Linked DNA regions of Sus scrofa: region 2 is linked to region 1. A link is a contact called in public Hi-C data. All regions are on one chromosome and are shown on one strand. The core of a region is the stretch at or near the end of the contact, and the rest is flanking DNA. Distances in the headings are between cores, read along the strand shown. Region 1 overlaps SPTLC3 (serine palmitoyltransferase 3). Region 2 overlaps TASP1 (threonine aspartase 1).

The links. A called contact is a pair of places that touch in the nucleus more often than the background predicts.
Region 2: a Hi-C map of omental adipose tissue shows a contact between it and region 1, with 1.8 times the contacts expected there. The contact joins two enhancer-like sites. A contact is called at or near these places in 19 of 47 Hi-C or Micro-C datasets (alveolar macrophages, embryonic fibroblasts, epiblast stem cells and 11 more).

The regions. Positions count from the first base shown.
Region 1 is chr17:21,847,493-21,855,128 of Sscrofa11.1, forward strand. It overlaps SPTLC3 (serine palmitoyltransferase 3), which reads left to right. Exons shown (of 12, transcript XM_003134257.4): 8 at 1-73; 9 at 7,490-7,616. Among named protein-coding and RNA genes, the nearest start is that of SPTLC3, 82 kb to the left of the region's middle. Within about 2 kb of position 4,684, at least 3 of the 83 cell types and tissues checked have an H3K27ac peak or open chromatin away from gene starts, as enhancers often do. A contact at or near this core is called in omental adipose tissue, where this site is marked.
Region 2 is chr17:22,252,371-22,260,006 of Sscrofa11.1, forward strand. It overlaps TASP1 (threonine aspartase 1), which reads right to left. Exons shown (of 13, transcript XM_021078004.1): 9 at 5,550-5,669. Among named protein-coding and RNA genes, the nearest start is that of TASP1, 100 kb to the right of the region's middle. Within about 2 kb of position 4,416, at least 2 of the 83 cell types and tissues checked have an H3K27ac peak or open chromatin away from gene starts, as enhancers often do. A contact at or near this core is called in omental adipose tissue, where this site is marked.

The sequences.
Region 1 (7,636 bases), core at 3,434-5,933:
AGACGTCGATGTGTGCATGGGCACTTTCACCAAAAGCTTTGGAGCCTCAGGGGGCTACTTAGCTGGAAGAAAGGTAAGTATGTTATGTCTGTTTAGAACCTGAATGCCCTGGGAACGCCACCTGAGGGGCTCTCTGGTGTCCTCCAGAGTGTCTGTGCAGCTTGGCAACCCAGATCCATCAGCACAGCCTAGTGGGTGTGTTCACAGCCAAGGGAGGCCCAGGTCAAGAAGCCTGATGGTGCGAGAGGCATGGGATGCATGATGACATGATCAGAAAAAAGACAACACTGGCTGTGCACCCAGGCCAAGACTTAGTGCAAAGGAGAAGGATGGCATACTCTGCAGGGCAGCATCTAAGGAGTCATAGAATGAACATCAGTCTTGCAGACACATGGCAGGAAGGGGCAGGGCCTCTAAGAAGTCTTAGAATGAATGTCAGTTTTGTAGACACATGACAGGAAGGGGTGGGGCATCTAAGGAGACTGAATGAATATCATTCTTGTAGACACATGACTGACAGGAGAGGGCAGGGTTCTTTTTCAGAAAGAGGGAATGATGGATATATCAGGCCAAAGAAATGATGCTACGAAACTGTAAGCAGTTTGGCTTTGGTGGTGTGAAGAAAGCAAGGTGGGCAGTAGAAACAGTGGGTAAAAGTCAGAGGCTGAGGGCGTTGAGCTACACGTTGGGGGTTTTAAGAATTGTAGCAAGATCGGAAATGTCTCTTCTTTTTTTTGTGGGGGGCGGCTTTTTAGGGCCTCACCCTCGGTGTGTAGAAGTTCCCAGGCTAGGGGTAGAATCGGAACTGAAGCCACTGGCTACAGCCACACCCACAGTCAGCCAAATCAGAGCCTATCTGCAGCCTATACCACAGCTCACGGCAATGGTTGGATCCTTAACCCACTGAGTGAGGCCAGGGATGGAACCTTCGTCCTCATGGATGCTAGTCAGATTGCTTTCCACTGAGTCATGATGGGAACTCCCTGGAAATGTCTTTTTAAAAGATTTTTCTCTCCCACAAATGTGGGTAAGTTGTGGGTCAGAGCTTGTCATCCTCTAATGTCTTTTCCACCTGACTTAAGATTCTGATCTGATGGGATGAGACTAAGGAAGCGTTAGCCCCGTGCTTCTAGTGCCAGTATTACCAAGGGCACTGCCAACATAAAACAAATGCTATCACATTTAAAATGGATAAGCAACAAGGTTCTGCTCTACAGCACAGGGAACTATATCCAGTCTCTTGGGATAGAACATAATGGAAGATAGTGTGAGAAAAAGAATGTATATAGATGTATGACTAGATCATGATGCTACAGAGCAGAAATTAAACAACAATGAGTATAGTAAATCAACTATACTTTAAAAAAAATGCTTAAAAGAATTTTAAAAGAAGAGGGAAAGGAAGGAGAGAAAGAAAATGAAATTAAACCCAGGTTTGGTAGTTCCTGTTGTGATTCAGCAGGTTAAGAACCCAACTAGTATCCATGAGGATGAGGATTCGATCTCTGGATACACTCAGTGAATGAAGGATCCGGTGCTGCTGTGAGCTGTGGCATTGGTCTCGAACATGGCTCAAATCTGGTGTTGTCGTGGCTGTGCTGTAGGCTAGCAGCTGCAGTTCCAATTTGGCCCCTGAGAACTTCCAAATGCCACAGTTGTGCCCCCCTGCAAAAAAGGGGAAAAAATGGGTTTGAGGTTTTAAAAAGTCAGTTATCTGCTCCCTTATATGAAAATTTTATCCAAATCCTAATGGCTACACCTCCCACAGGCCTACACCTGTCTCAAAGAGATGATGAGGGGGTGTTGGCTCCACTCAGGGGGACTCAGAAGACCCAAAAGCAAGTGGCTCAATGATTTCCCTAAATTCCGGATTCCTTACTTGTTGTCTCCAGCAGAAACAGGAGTTCAGACTACCGGTAAATCGTAAATCGTTTAGACAAACCAGGGAGTAGAGCCGAAAGTGATCTAGTCATTGAAAGCCTATGATTTAAAGTAACAGTTTTTAATGCAGCTGATTGCCCTGCCTTGAGAGGTACAAATGCTGAAAACGCTTAGAGCTTTCAGTGGTCTTTACCCTTCAATAAGCATTACTTTCTACCCAGCTCAAAGTTTTGCTCTTTATGGTTCCTCCACGGGCCTGTGGGAATTAGCTGGGTGATGCTAAAAACATAGGGAATGCCCAGGATCTTACACAATTTTAAAGCTAAATCTGTCGAGAGGTTAACAGTTCTCTTCCTTGACTGTCACAGCAATGGGATGAGAGCATCTTTAATTCAGGAGCACTCTCACACAGGCTACTTGGCTTTGTGAGCTTGTGGTTTTGTGATTACTTTAACAGCAGTTCTGAACTACAAAATTTTTAATCAAGCGTAACTCTGTTTCCTGAACCAAAGGCACCTGAATAAACGGAAGTCAGCAGATCTTTGAAATGTGTCAAATTTGGGAGCCGTCACAAGGTTCCACTCAGATTCCCCTTTAAACCAAGGCTCCCGACCACCAGAAGTTAGGACAAGCTGAGTATGGTTCTCCCTCAGACTCTATTTGCCCTTGTCGGGGGAACTGCTCTTGATTTGGGGAAGATACTAAGCAATTGTGAAAATTATTATTTACACTAATTGGGATGAAGAAAAAGTATGTAGATCTTTTTTTGCTCTTTAAAAAACTCATTCCGTGCATACTTGGACCCAGAGGGCTGCATCATTTCCCTTTCTCCCCCTCTTCTCACCCTCCCCCCTTACTTTCCCCTCCCCTCTTCCCTGCCCCTCCCTCCTCCATATTACACTGCAGCCTCTGAATTTACCACTAGATGGCAGCAAGAATTAGAGAGTGTTTGGCTGAGACCCATATGTCTTTACTGAGACTTGCTGCCCTGAAACAGCAAAATGCAAAATAGGGCAGTTTTCAAGACCGGGAGAGTGTGCAGGAAATAGGAGGCCATTCAAAAAAGTGTCTGGGTGTTTAGTCTCCTGATGACTTAAAAATCAGATAAACACCCATTTGGAATCAATTTGATGAGACTGTGATAAATCCAGGTAAACTGTGGTTTCCTTCCAACCTAATGAACCCGTGAGTTAATGGAACGTATGTATCTGCTCTTCTGTACATTTAAGTTGATAAATTATGTTAATTTTAAATTATGTGTAGTTTCCATTTAAATCCAAGTTTTTATTCCCCTGGACATGGATTTTGAGAAGAATTTTCACTTTGAGCCTTTTTTAAAAACTATACTTCTTAATTGGTAGGTCATAGAATTGGGCAAATGCTAAAGATCTTTGTTTGAAAAAAAATCTCCCTGCTATCCATTTAAACATTTTGAGTTCAGTTTTCAGAGTTACATCATCATGTTTTTTCTGGATATTTGAAAATATTTCCATTTGGGGGAGTACTGCAAAAGCCCCAGCATTCTAGATACTAGATACTACAAAAGCCCAAACACATTAATCACAAAGGATGTTAAACTGCACAATAGGATCTTACATTTTTCTGAAATCTTAATAATTTCAAGTTCACTACATGGATGGGCTTCCTAGTAAATCTTGATATTTAAAACTAATCACTTGGGTCCAAAACTCTAGAGAGGGACAAAACCGTTCACCTTATCTTAATAATTCTCTTTTTAAAGTCAGTGTCAGTGGTAGTGGTAGAGGGACTATATTCCCAATAACAATTTCTAGAAGGTTCTAGAAATCCTTTTGGAGTAGGTCAAGGTCAGAACTGCATGCCTTAGCAACCAGATGCGTCACAGAAGAAATTATACTTAGAAACGCACAAGAGAAAAATTGGTTTGGTGCTAAGATACAACCACAGAGAGAAGAGATTTTGGTTGTGGCTTCAGCCTTCTCTAAGAAAATGTCCTACAAATTCATCTCCACCCTTGGAGTTGACTGCCCTGGCCAGACCTACTCTCCCCACCTCAGGGAAACTGCTAAATCAGTCTCTCAAGAGCCAGCAAGGATTTACTGTTTTGCCCACTGTGGATTTAGAACTGCTATAGATGATCTGTGAATGGCCCATCTTGAAGCTTTTGTTCTTTCATAACCTTCAGTGGAACATCAGGTACTTCTATCCACCTCTCAGAGCTCCATGAATGGAGGCTTCTTCTTCTTCTGTTTCTTCTTCTTCTCCTTCTCCTCTTTCTCCTTCTCCTTTTCCTCCTCCTCCTTCTTCTCCTCCTCCTCCTCCTCCTTCTTCTCCTCCTCCTCCTCCTTTTATTTCAGCCATGCCTCCAAGCATGCAGAAGTTCCCCAGGCCACAGGTGGAACCCACAACACAGAAGTGACAAGATCAAATTTTTAACCTGCTGAGCCACCAGAGAACTCTCTGAAGAAAACCTGAGCTGGATAGTTTCCTTATTTTTATTTTTAAATTTGCGTCAATTCAGTTGCTGAGGAGACGGGTTCAACGTCATAGACTCTAGTTTTGGCGGGGGGCGGGGGGGGGTGTCCAGATTTTTTAACCAGCATGGATCCTGTGTCCTTTCACATGCCTGGGGATGACACTGGCTTTCACAGCCTCCACAGACTGACCAGAGATTTGCAAACGAAGGAAGGAAAAATAGCCCTCAGGCCTGATAAGCTGCCGGGTTGAGATTCTGGAAAAGAAGTGGGGCAGGGCAGGCAGGATTGGTGGGAGTGTTAGACCCAGAAGTCTGGGTGCCAGAGGGAGGCAGAAGCCAGTTCTGCTCTGTGTGCTCAGCCCAGGCTGTCTTTACCAGCCCTTTGAAGTAAATGGGGGTCATGGAATAAACTCCAAGATGTTTATTCTAAGAGCCTCCTGTCTGATTTCCCCAGAAAAGCCACCCTTGTCTTTGAACTCCAGGCTTGGGGTTTTGCACTTACTAATGGCCTTAGAAACTCAGTCTGAGGAGACCTCTAACCTGCCTTGAAGGAAAACACAACCCTGACTCTCCTTGTCAAAGAATGAAGCCAACTCTTAACTACGGCTCATGGCACCCAGTGGACAATAATAGGAAGGAATCAGAAACCAGGAACTAAGGTTTCCGAGGCTCTGTGGGAGTTACTCTAGGAGCCCCACTTTCTGTACCAAGCAAGCAAGTGAGCTCCCATTCACGCACTCCAACTCTGAGAGAAATAAGATTATGGGCAAGATAGTCTCAACGTTAAAGGGAAGAGATACTATGCTGATGAAGCACTTATAAAACTAAGGGTGCACATGACCTTGGCTTTGTGAAATATCTGATTTGCAAAGGGAAATTGGAGTTTGGAGACATAAAGAGCCCGTTAGGGATCAAAGGCAACTTTGTATTATTTCTTCGGTTTTTGTCAGTGATGCCCCAAGGCTACACGAATATCACTACACCTCTTCCTAAGAATGCTGCTTAGTACTCCCTTCTATACACCAGGGACCTTCACCATCCTTCCTCGGTCCCTAAAACCCCTCTGCTTTCCACTAGACCATCAGTATTTTACCAGGCCCCCTCTAAATAGCCACCACTATGGATTTTAAGAGAGTGTATAAGAAAGTATATAACTCAAGAAGGTTTCAGGTTTTTTGCAGAAGTAAAAGTTAATAGATATGAAAGAGTTTGAGACTGATGCAATTCTCTGGTTTAGTACCATGAACACGGGAGTGTAATAGGAACTCTCCCCTTCCCCTGCTTCTCCAGAAGCACAATCTCTGTGGATTAAGGAAAGCACAACAGGGGTAAGGAGCTGTGAAGGAGGCTTGTCTGTGCTCTCCTGGGTCCTCCCTCACCCCATGCCAAGCCAACTCCTCTGATCTGAAGAAGTAATATAGTATAGTGCACATGGCAGAGGGATGCTAGAGCCAAACTCTGTGGGTCCACATCCTTGTTATCCAGCCAGTTTGGGGCTGGATCATTTTCTGATCTGGTCTGTAATTCAGTGATCCCACCTATCAAATGGAAATTAAAATAGTACCTACCTCAAAGCATTATTGTGAAGCTAAAATGAGTTAATACATAGAAAGTTCTTCAAATTGAGACTTATGCAGCTGATGAACATTAGCTTGGGGTCTATCAGTGAAATCATCAGCTCTGCTACCTCTGTAGTCATGTAGTCTGCCACAGGTCTGGGTCCTTTCTTTATTTTTTACTTATGTATTAAAAGTTTGTTTGTTTTTGTTTTATTTTTGCTTTTTAGAGCCCCACCTGAGGCATATGGAGGTTCCCAGGCTAGGGGTCTAATCTGAGCTACAGCTGCCGGCCTATGCCACAGCTGCAACAACGCCAGATCCAAGCTGCCTCTGCAACGTACATCACAGCTCATGGCAATGCCGGATCCTCAACCCACTGAGCAAGGCCAGGGATTGAACCTGCAACCTCATGGTTCCTAGTCGGATTCGTTTCTGCTGAGCCACGATGGGAACTCCCTATTTATTTATTTATTTATTTATTTACTTATTTATTTATGGCCTCCCTCATGGCATATAGAAGTTCCTGGGCCAGGAATTGAATCTGAGCTGCAGCTGGAATCTAAATGCCTCTCTTTTCCTTTTCACTCTTACCCAATAAGGCAGTTCTGGGCTTAAAACCTTTGGTTTGTTGTTTGGGTCTATTAATATGAGTCACATAACCTAACAGCATTCCCCTCTGCAAAAGGAGGGAGCTGCAATAAAGACAGTCCAAACTTTTATATTGTGGTCCTCTCCTCCCACCCCATGCTTCCATTTTTAAGAATCTCTGAGTTGGCAACCCATCAACAATAATTGCCAACAGCACCAGGAATTCACTTTACACCTGATGCTTTTTTTAAAAAATTAATTAATTAATTAATTTTCTACTTTTTAGGGTCCTTATCTGAGGCATATGGAGGTTCCCAGGCTAGGGGTCGAATCAGAGATACAGCTGCCAGCCTACACCACAGGCACAGCAACACCAGATCCGAGCTGCGTCTGCAACCTACACCACAGCTCATGGCAATGCCAGATCCTTAACCCACTGAGCAAGACCAGGGATTGAACCCGAAACCTCATGGTTCCTAGTCAGATTTGTTTCCACTGTGCCACAATGGGAACTTGTCATTTAAGGGAATCTCCCTTACCCACTCATGCTGGCCAGACCTCCTCTCTTTCCTCTGTATTCTGTTCGCCCTACTGCATATACTAGTTTGCGTGGCTTTTTACTTTTCTTGCCATTACTTCTCCATGGGCAGGAATACATCTGATGTAATATGTTAAGGGCAGAAAACACATCCCTTCAGACACTTCTGAACACTCAACCAGTGCTTGGATAGGCTAGGTACTCAAGCAAATGTCTAGGAAACCATTTTTCTTTTGCACATCTGGTTTTGCCTTACAGCTCTCAACTCCAAATTCTCAGCATCCCATGTTTGTATACTTTCTAGGTTTTTGAAGGAGAGATGAAGAGGAAGGGATAGAAAAAAAATAGTTTGGTGATACCCACGGACGATCTAACTACATTCAAGAATTAACTGTCTTGGGCTATAATGGATGGAGATGGGATCACCAGCACTGAGATTTATTTGCCTTCTCTTTGGATTTCTTAAAGGACCTTGTGGATTATTTACGAGCTCACTCACACAGTGCTGCTTATGCTACATCCATGAGCCCTCCAGTAGCAGAGCAAATCATCAGATCGATGAAATTAATCATGGGACTGGATGGGACCACGCAAGGTAAGAGAGTCCATGGCTAG
Region 2 (7,636 bases), core at 3,166-5,665, 400 kb after region 1:
TTTTTCAGAAAACAGCAAAAGAAAGTTTCCTAGTCTCATGCACAGTAATTTTTTCCTTCCCTGAAACCCTCCCGCCCTCACTGTAGTTTGCCAGTTGTTATTCTACTGGCCCCTTGAAATCACTGTGGTTGCCTTTTAATTTAGTGCTTCTCAAACTAAGTGGTGTGTCAGATTACTTGTGGAGAATGATGACAGGAACCCTGGTTCCCAGATATCCTGATGGTCTGGAAGTTGGTCTGGGAATCAGCATTATTAATCAGGGCCCAGGGGCCTGGAATGCAGGTGGTCCTCCTGTCACACTCTGGCAAACCTACTTTTATTTTTTTTAATTTTATTTTTGTCTTTTGAGGGCCCCACCCACGGCATACAGAGGTTCCCAGGCTAGGGGTCAAATCGGAGCCGCAACACAACAGCCACAGCAATGCGGGATCTGAGCTGTGTCTTCGACCCACAACACAGCTCACGGCAATGCCGGGAAGCCAGGGATCAAACCTGCATCCTCATGGATACTAGTCAGATTCATTTCTGCTGAGCCATGATGGAAATTCCCAAACCCACTTTAAAATTTTTTTTTTTTTTTTTTTTTGCTCTTTAAGACCATACCCACGGCATATGGAAGTTCCCAGGCTAGAGGTCAAATTGGAGCTACAGCTGCCAGCCTACCCCACAGCCACAGCCACATGAGATCCAAGCCACACGGGCAACCTACACCACAGCTCATGGCAATGCTGGATCCTTGACCCACTGAGTGAGGCCAGGGATCTAGATCCACATCCAATCAGTTTACTAGTAGTAACCTGGATACTAATAGGGTAGTCGAGTTTGTAACCCGCTCAGCCACCCACAGTGGGAACTCCTTTTCCAGGCTTCCTTTAGGGTGGCCTGATGGGAACTGTAATTATGTGCCAAAGGGCCCAGTACATGCTCCCTACTGTCCTAGATTCTGCCATGATAGAGAGAAAGGAGACAAAAAGCCCTGTTCACTAATCACTCTGTGAGGTGGTGGAAGAAATTTATATGTCTGAAACCACCAGGAACACAATAAGCTGCTGTGGTTTTACGAAAGTATATGACAGCCATTCTTATTTGGTTTCCAATAGGGCCACCCTGCTTGTCTGGATTCATCTCTTCAATATTCACAAGGCTTTCTTGACTTCTTCTCTGCCTTTGAAATCACCAACGCTAACTTTTCCATTTCTTAGTTAGAAATAGAATTAGAAAAACCCTTTGTTACTACAGAAAAATAGGAGGAGGCCTGGCCAAGACTGTTCATTATCATCTGTTTGATAAGAATGAAATATTGAAAACCACGTAAACGTCAATCAGCAAAGAAATTGTTAAATGAACATTGGCATGGCCATACATGGAATTCATTGCAAATCTTAGAAAAAAGAATTAAGTTTTTAAAAAATACTTTTAAGAATAACTATAGAAAAAACTCAAAAACAGGTTGAGTTTTTTTTTTTTTTAAGCAGCAAACTGCAACAATACATTCAGTATTCTCTGTGATTGATGAAAGTTAAAGATACTCCCATAAGATATTAGCGTTATTTTCTAAAAACTCACTTGTGAGGACTGGGAGAATAAGCTGAGAATGGTGACCGGACGGATTTCAGCTTTCTTTGATATTTTATTCTTTTTTACAAGGATGTCAGAACTAATTTGATCCAATATTCTACCCAGAGGAGGGATTTCCATGAAATATCTCAGGCACTTCAGATACTGAAAAGCTCACCACCTCATACGGGAATATATACTCATTCTGGACACTTCCCATTGAAGGCAAGTTCTTCCTTAGGCTGCTTGAAGGAATATGTGCTTTCTCACAACTTCCACCCACCAATCCTGGTTCTACTCTCTGGAAATATTTTAACCTCCCCCTAAAGTCTTCCAAATTTTTGAAAACAGCTATTCGAAGGCTCTGATCCCTCTTTTCTCTCTCAAAGAATCTGTGAACTGTTCCTCAAGACCCTGAGATGCACACACCCACCCTCTTCCTTAACGACCCTCTTTGAGAAACTATCCAGCGCCCAGTCCAGGATAACTGGAGAAACCATGTTCACATGATCCACAGTTGCCATCCCCCGTTGTCACTGACAATACCCCTCCTAAAAGCAGAACCAAGAACTGAACACAACACCCCTAATGTAGTGGACAATAAAAAATTCATTACTGCCTTTGAAAATACCATGTTTTTGTTTTTTTTTTTTGCTTTTTTTTTTTCTAGGGCAGCACCCACAGCATAGGGAAGTTCCCAGGCTATAGGGGTTGAATCAGAGCTACAACCACCAGCCTTCATCACAGCTACAGCAACACGGGATCCAAGCCATGTCTGCGACCTACACCACAGCTCACAGCAATACCGGATCCCCAACCCACTAAACGAGGCCAGGGATCGAACCCACATCCTCATGGATCAAGTCATGTTTGTTAACTGCTGAGCCACAAAGGGAACTCCCAGAAAATACCATGATTTTAAAATACACAAGATGGTTGGGTGAGTGTAGCAAATGAAAGCCCTAAGAGGAGTGACTCAGCACATGGATTTCAGAATAAAATGGGCAGACTTGTGGGATAAGACTTGGGGCTACTACCTAGGACACGTGTTGGGTTGGTCAAAGCCTCAAGAACATGAGATGTCAGTGAAAGGGCCCATTCCTCCTTCACCCAAAACCCTGGATATTAGGCCACTGCCTTTCTATCTCCCAGTTATTCTGAGCAGGAGACTGTACCCCTAAAATAGTAAATAGGGCCACAAGGACACGCCTTAGAAACCCAGTGGGAGTAATAAAAAGAAAGACCACTCATTCTTACTCTTGATTCTCCTAAGTGAATTTCCTCATGCTTCTTCTCCTCAACTTCATGACCAAAATTCATCATCTTTCTTAACCATCAGAAATTGGTTGGGCTGAGAGAGTGGCAGGTAAGAGAAAAGAAAGAATCAGAGACTGTCCCTCTCTATCCACTCCTTTGGATAAAACAACCAACCTTAAGCAGACCTTTAAAAACAACAACAGGAGTTCCCATTGTGGCTCAGTGGTTAACAAATCTGACTAGGAACCATGAGGTTGCGGGTTCGATCCCTGGCCTTGTTCAGTGGGTTAAGGATCTGGAGTCGCTGTGAGCTGTGGTGTAGGTTGGAGACAAGGCTCGGATCCTGCGTTGCAGTGGCTGTGGTATAGGCCAGCAGCTACAGCTCCGATTAGACCCCTAGCCTGTGAACCTCCATATGCTACGGGTGTGGCCCTAGAAAAGACAAAAAAAATATAAATAATGTATTGGGGAAATTAAAAAAAATTTTAATGAAAAATATTAAAAAAATAAAATGTATCTCAAAATATCTAGTTTCAGCACATTTTTAAAAAATAGTCCTTGATTTTGTAAATAATTGTTTGTGTATTTTGTTTCGTGCTGTCCCATCAAGAAGAACAGCCCTTGACCTCTCGTCTGACGCTGCCATGTTTCCAGGCTTATGTCCTCTCCTCCGTCTGAGCAATAAACCCAAGTAAGAACTGCATCCCTGAAAGCACCATGACCCCTCTCTCCTCCACACCTTTTCCTAATTCTTCAGCTCTCACAAACTGTGCATTCATAAACTAGCCAACCAGGGCAAATCAGTATGTAAAGGTTGTTTTTTTTTTTTAATTCAGGTATTACTGACACACATTACATTAGTTTCAGGTGTACAAAATAATGATTCTCTATTTGTCTGTATTGCAAAACGATCCCCACAATTAGTCTAGTTCATATCCATCATCAGACACACTTACAGAGGTTTATTTTTTTTAATTTTTCTTCCGTTGTGATGAGAACTTTTAAGATTTACTCCCTTAGCAACTTTTAAATGTGTACGTGGAAGTTTTATGGTGTTTCTTTTTCCAGGACAACCCCACGTGCAGTGGCAGAATGGCTTTCAAGATTGTTCAGTGTAATATCCTGCTAACATAGTCCAGAACTATCGTCGGATCTGTTGTTGCTATTTTGCTAACCAAAACAAACACAAACCAGTGAGAAAGTCATGGGAACTGTAATGCAATGAAGGCGGCCTTGCTGGCTTTTCTCCCTCTTTCTCCACCAAGGCATCCAAATCTGATATGCCAAGCGTGGTTTTCTTATTCCAAACTTGACAAATACACAGGGCTTTATAACGTGGAAAAAAATACCATGACCAGACAAAGGCTTTTTATAATGAGTTCAAAGCACTGTACACATGTTAAGTAATCATTCCTCATAAATCCCCTTGTATGGTGGGCAAAGAGTAGCACAAAATTATTATTCCCTTCCCCTTCCCACCATAGGACTATGAGTGGCTTGTCCACAATAAAGGGCAAAACAGGGAATGTCACGTGGGGCTTTGCAAAGATGTCCTCTATGAATTAGATCACTCTGCTCCAAGCACTCACTAACCACCAAGTCCAAAGCAACTGTGACAGAGACTCTTCTTCCAACATGGGAGGCAAAGCACACAGAACATGCCAAATGGCGCTCCAGATGGAATACGAGAAACAAATACTGTGCTTCAACACACTCTGTGCAACTACTTTAACAGACTCCTCAAGGGTGTCCAATTCATATTTCATTTAACAAATATTCATTAACCCCATAAGTAACACGCCAAATTGGTTTATACTCAAAGGGGTTATCAGATCAAATGGATTGTTACATTTCATTCTCACTATAGTACTAAAGGCTGGAGCTGGGAAGTCGGGGGTGAAGATGACATACAAGTGAACTGGGAATAAGCCAGCTGCACATAAATTAGACCCTTTTTATATCTGGATTTCTTGAGTGGTATGGCATACTGGTGACTTGAAATACTAGCGAGTCTATAAAATAGCTGAAATGTTTAATTGGAGGAGGGATTAGAGGGTCAAAATGTTACTGTTCCTGGAATGAAGGAAATAAAAAAAATGCATTTTCCCACCTGAAAAGCAGGCAGCTCCTGAAGAGAAGGACATTTACAAAGAAAGAAAATGGAAGTCTATACAAATTTACTAAATGTCTAATAAATGCCCAGGCCAGTACCCAACCTACTGAAAGGAGCAAAACACAGCATCACCAGTTGAAAAGATCAGAAAGAACACAACAGGGTTTTAATCTTAGAAAGAATCCGGAACAAGTCTTTGATGGATGATTTATACTACATAAATGTTAGGAAAAAACATCATTTATTTTTCCTAAGGAAAAAAAAATGTCTCTACAGTTTTAAAAACTTGTGAGCTAGAAATTCCATGTTTCAACTTGGAAAGCTAGTTTAAAAAACAGAGTTCCCAGTGGCTCAGCGATTAACAAACACGACTAGGATTCATGAGGATACATGTTCAATCCCTGGCCTCGTTCAGTGGGTTAAGGATCTGGCATGACCACAAGCTGTGGCATAGGTACCCATTGTGGCTCAGATCCCATGTTGCTATGGCTGTGATGTAGGCCTGCACCTGCAGCTCCAATTCAACCCCTAGCCAGGAGCTTCCGTATGCCACTGGTGCAGCCCTAAAAATATATACATAAATAAAAATACATTAAAAATAAAAAGCCCCATAATTACTTACCTGCCCAACTCTCCCTGGATGTTTCAAGGCCAAGCCTCCACTGGAGACAGCAGCAGCCACGTTCCCTTCGTGGTCCACAACCACAGCGCCCACCGTATCCAAAGTGCCTGTGTCGTTCTCCTGCAGGGCAAAATCGGCCTGAGCATTTGCTAAGCACGGTGTGTGACCATGACAGGACCATTGGGGGCAGCACTTTTTAGGACAATTGTGATATAAGAGAACCCGAGCTCGTCTTTAACTGGAACATTCAGCAGTCCCCTGAAATTCTCCACTATGAAATTGCCCCTTAAATCAGGTTAAAGTCAAAACTCATTTTCCAGTAAGAAATCCTGAACCAAGAGCATCTGGTTGCTTTTCTCTAATAACAAGCCCAATGTGTCTTTCTAAGAAAAAGAAAAAAAAATTAATACAAATCGCAGAATATTACAGTATCTCCTTAATCTGAAAAATTAAGTTCATGATTGAGAATTTGTAGAGGAAAAGATCTATGGTATAAGTGGACTAATAAAGGTCCTTATTAGTATTTTTTAACTATGATATACAAATTCCTAAAAGTTAATATAGTCAGCACAATAAATGAAGAGAGTGACATTTCTAGTCTTGAAGTAGCCCATGTTATAATTTTATTTTATAATTCCTCCCTTGCGAAAAGCTTTATGGCATGCTCCTTTCTTTGCTATATTAAAAATGTGCTTGCCAATTGTATGGCAAAAAACTGCACATTCCTGGGAGGCATCTTTGTGTTTCTGTGTCTTTTTCCAAGTCCCACATGCGTAAGGCATTTCATACATAGTGACCACAAGCAGCTGTCTCCTACCTCGAAGATTTCTAGGTCACCTGGGCAAGGCAGACAAACTTAACACTGCGGGATAAAAATCAGAAGTAAAAGAGTTTCCATCATGGTTTAGCGGTTATCCACGAAGATGCAGGTTCGATCCCTAGCCTCACTCAGTGGGTTTAGGATCCAGCATTGCTGTGAGCTGTAACGTGGGTTGCAGATGCGGCTCGGATCCAGCGTCGCTATGGCTGTAGTGGAGACTGGCAGCTGTAGCTCCGATTTGACCCCTAGCCTAAGAACCTCCACATGCCATGGGTGCAGCCCTAAAAAGGAAAAAAAAAAACCAGAAGGGTAGAGGGGGAAAAGTTTCATGAAAAATTATCTCTTTTTCATATATGAAGAAGGGCTAAAAAAAAAAGGAAGAACAAAGAGAAAAAAAAAGAAAAATAAGGGCTACTACAGGTCTTTAGGTTCAAAGTGGTCACGATGGTCTTTTAGGGTCCTGGTGCCCTGGAACCTGAGGCTCCCACCCTCACTTCCCACCTCAAGTATGTGTGAAAGAGCCAAATAACCACATTTGATAAGACCAGCTCTTCTTCCTCTGTGGTTTATGCTTATGCTACAGAGCAAGACGGCATTTGTGCTGAGGGGTCCCTGGCTGAGTGGGTTCCGAAATGCCACAATAAGGCCATCCCCAGAAAAGTCATTGGGCTCCCAGGACCACCTCAGAAGTTGAGCAATACTGAAGAGTTTGGAAATAGTGGAAGCAGAATGCAAACAAAAGATTTTTCCTTTTATTCCTTTTGCTTTTTTAGGGCCGCACCTGTGCCATATGGAAGTTCCCGGACTAGGGGTTGAATGGGAGCTGCAGCTCCAGGCCTATACCACAGTCACAGCAATGTGGGGTCCAACCCGCATCTGCAACCTACCATAGCTCATGGCAATGCTGGATCCTTAACCCACTGAGCAGGGCCAGAGATCGAACCCAAGTCCTCATGGATACTAGTCGGGTTCATTTCCGCAGCACCACAATAGGAAATCCAAAAGATTTTTTCTTAAAGCCAACTAAAACATTAAGAGCCAGAAACTGCCACAAGGAGTAGTACATTAAGTCTACTAGGAGCAGGTACATCTAGACATTTACATATTCTTTGACTTCTGCTCTAAAAAATGGTCCCCATAAATATACTAACACACTACGGCAGTACTTACTTTGCTAGAACAGGTGTAACTGACTGAAATGAGTGCCATATCCCTATGCTCCCTTTTCACCACAGCTGGGAGAGAAGTCCAGCCAATGGGTTGACGT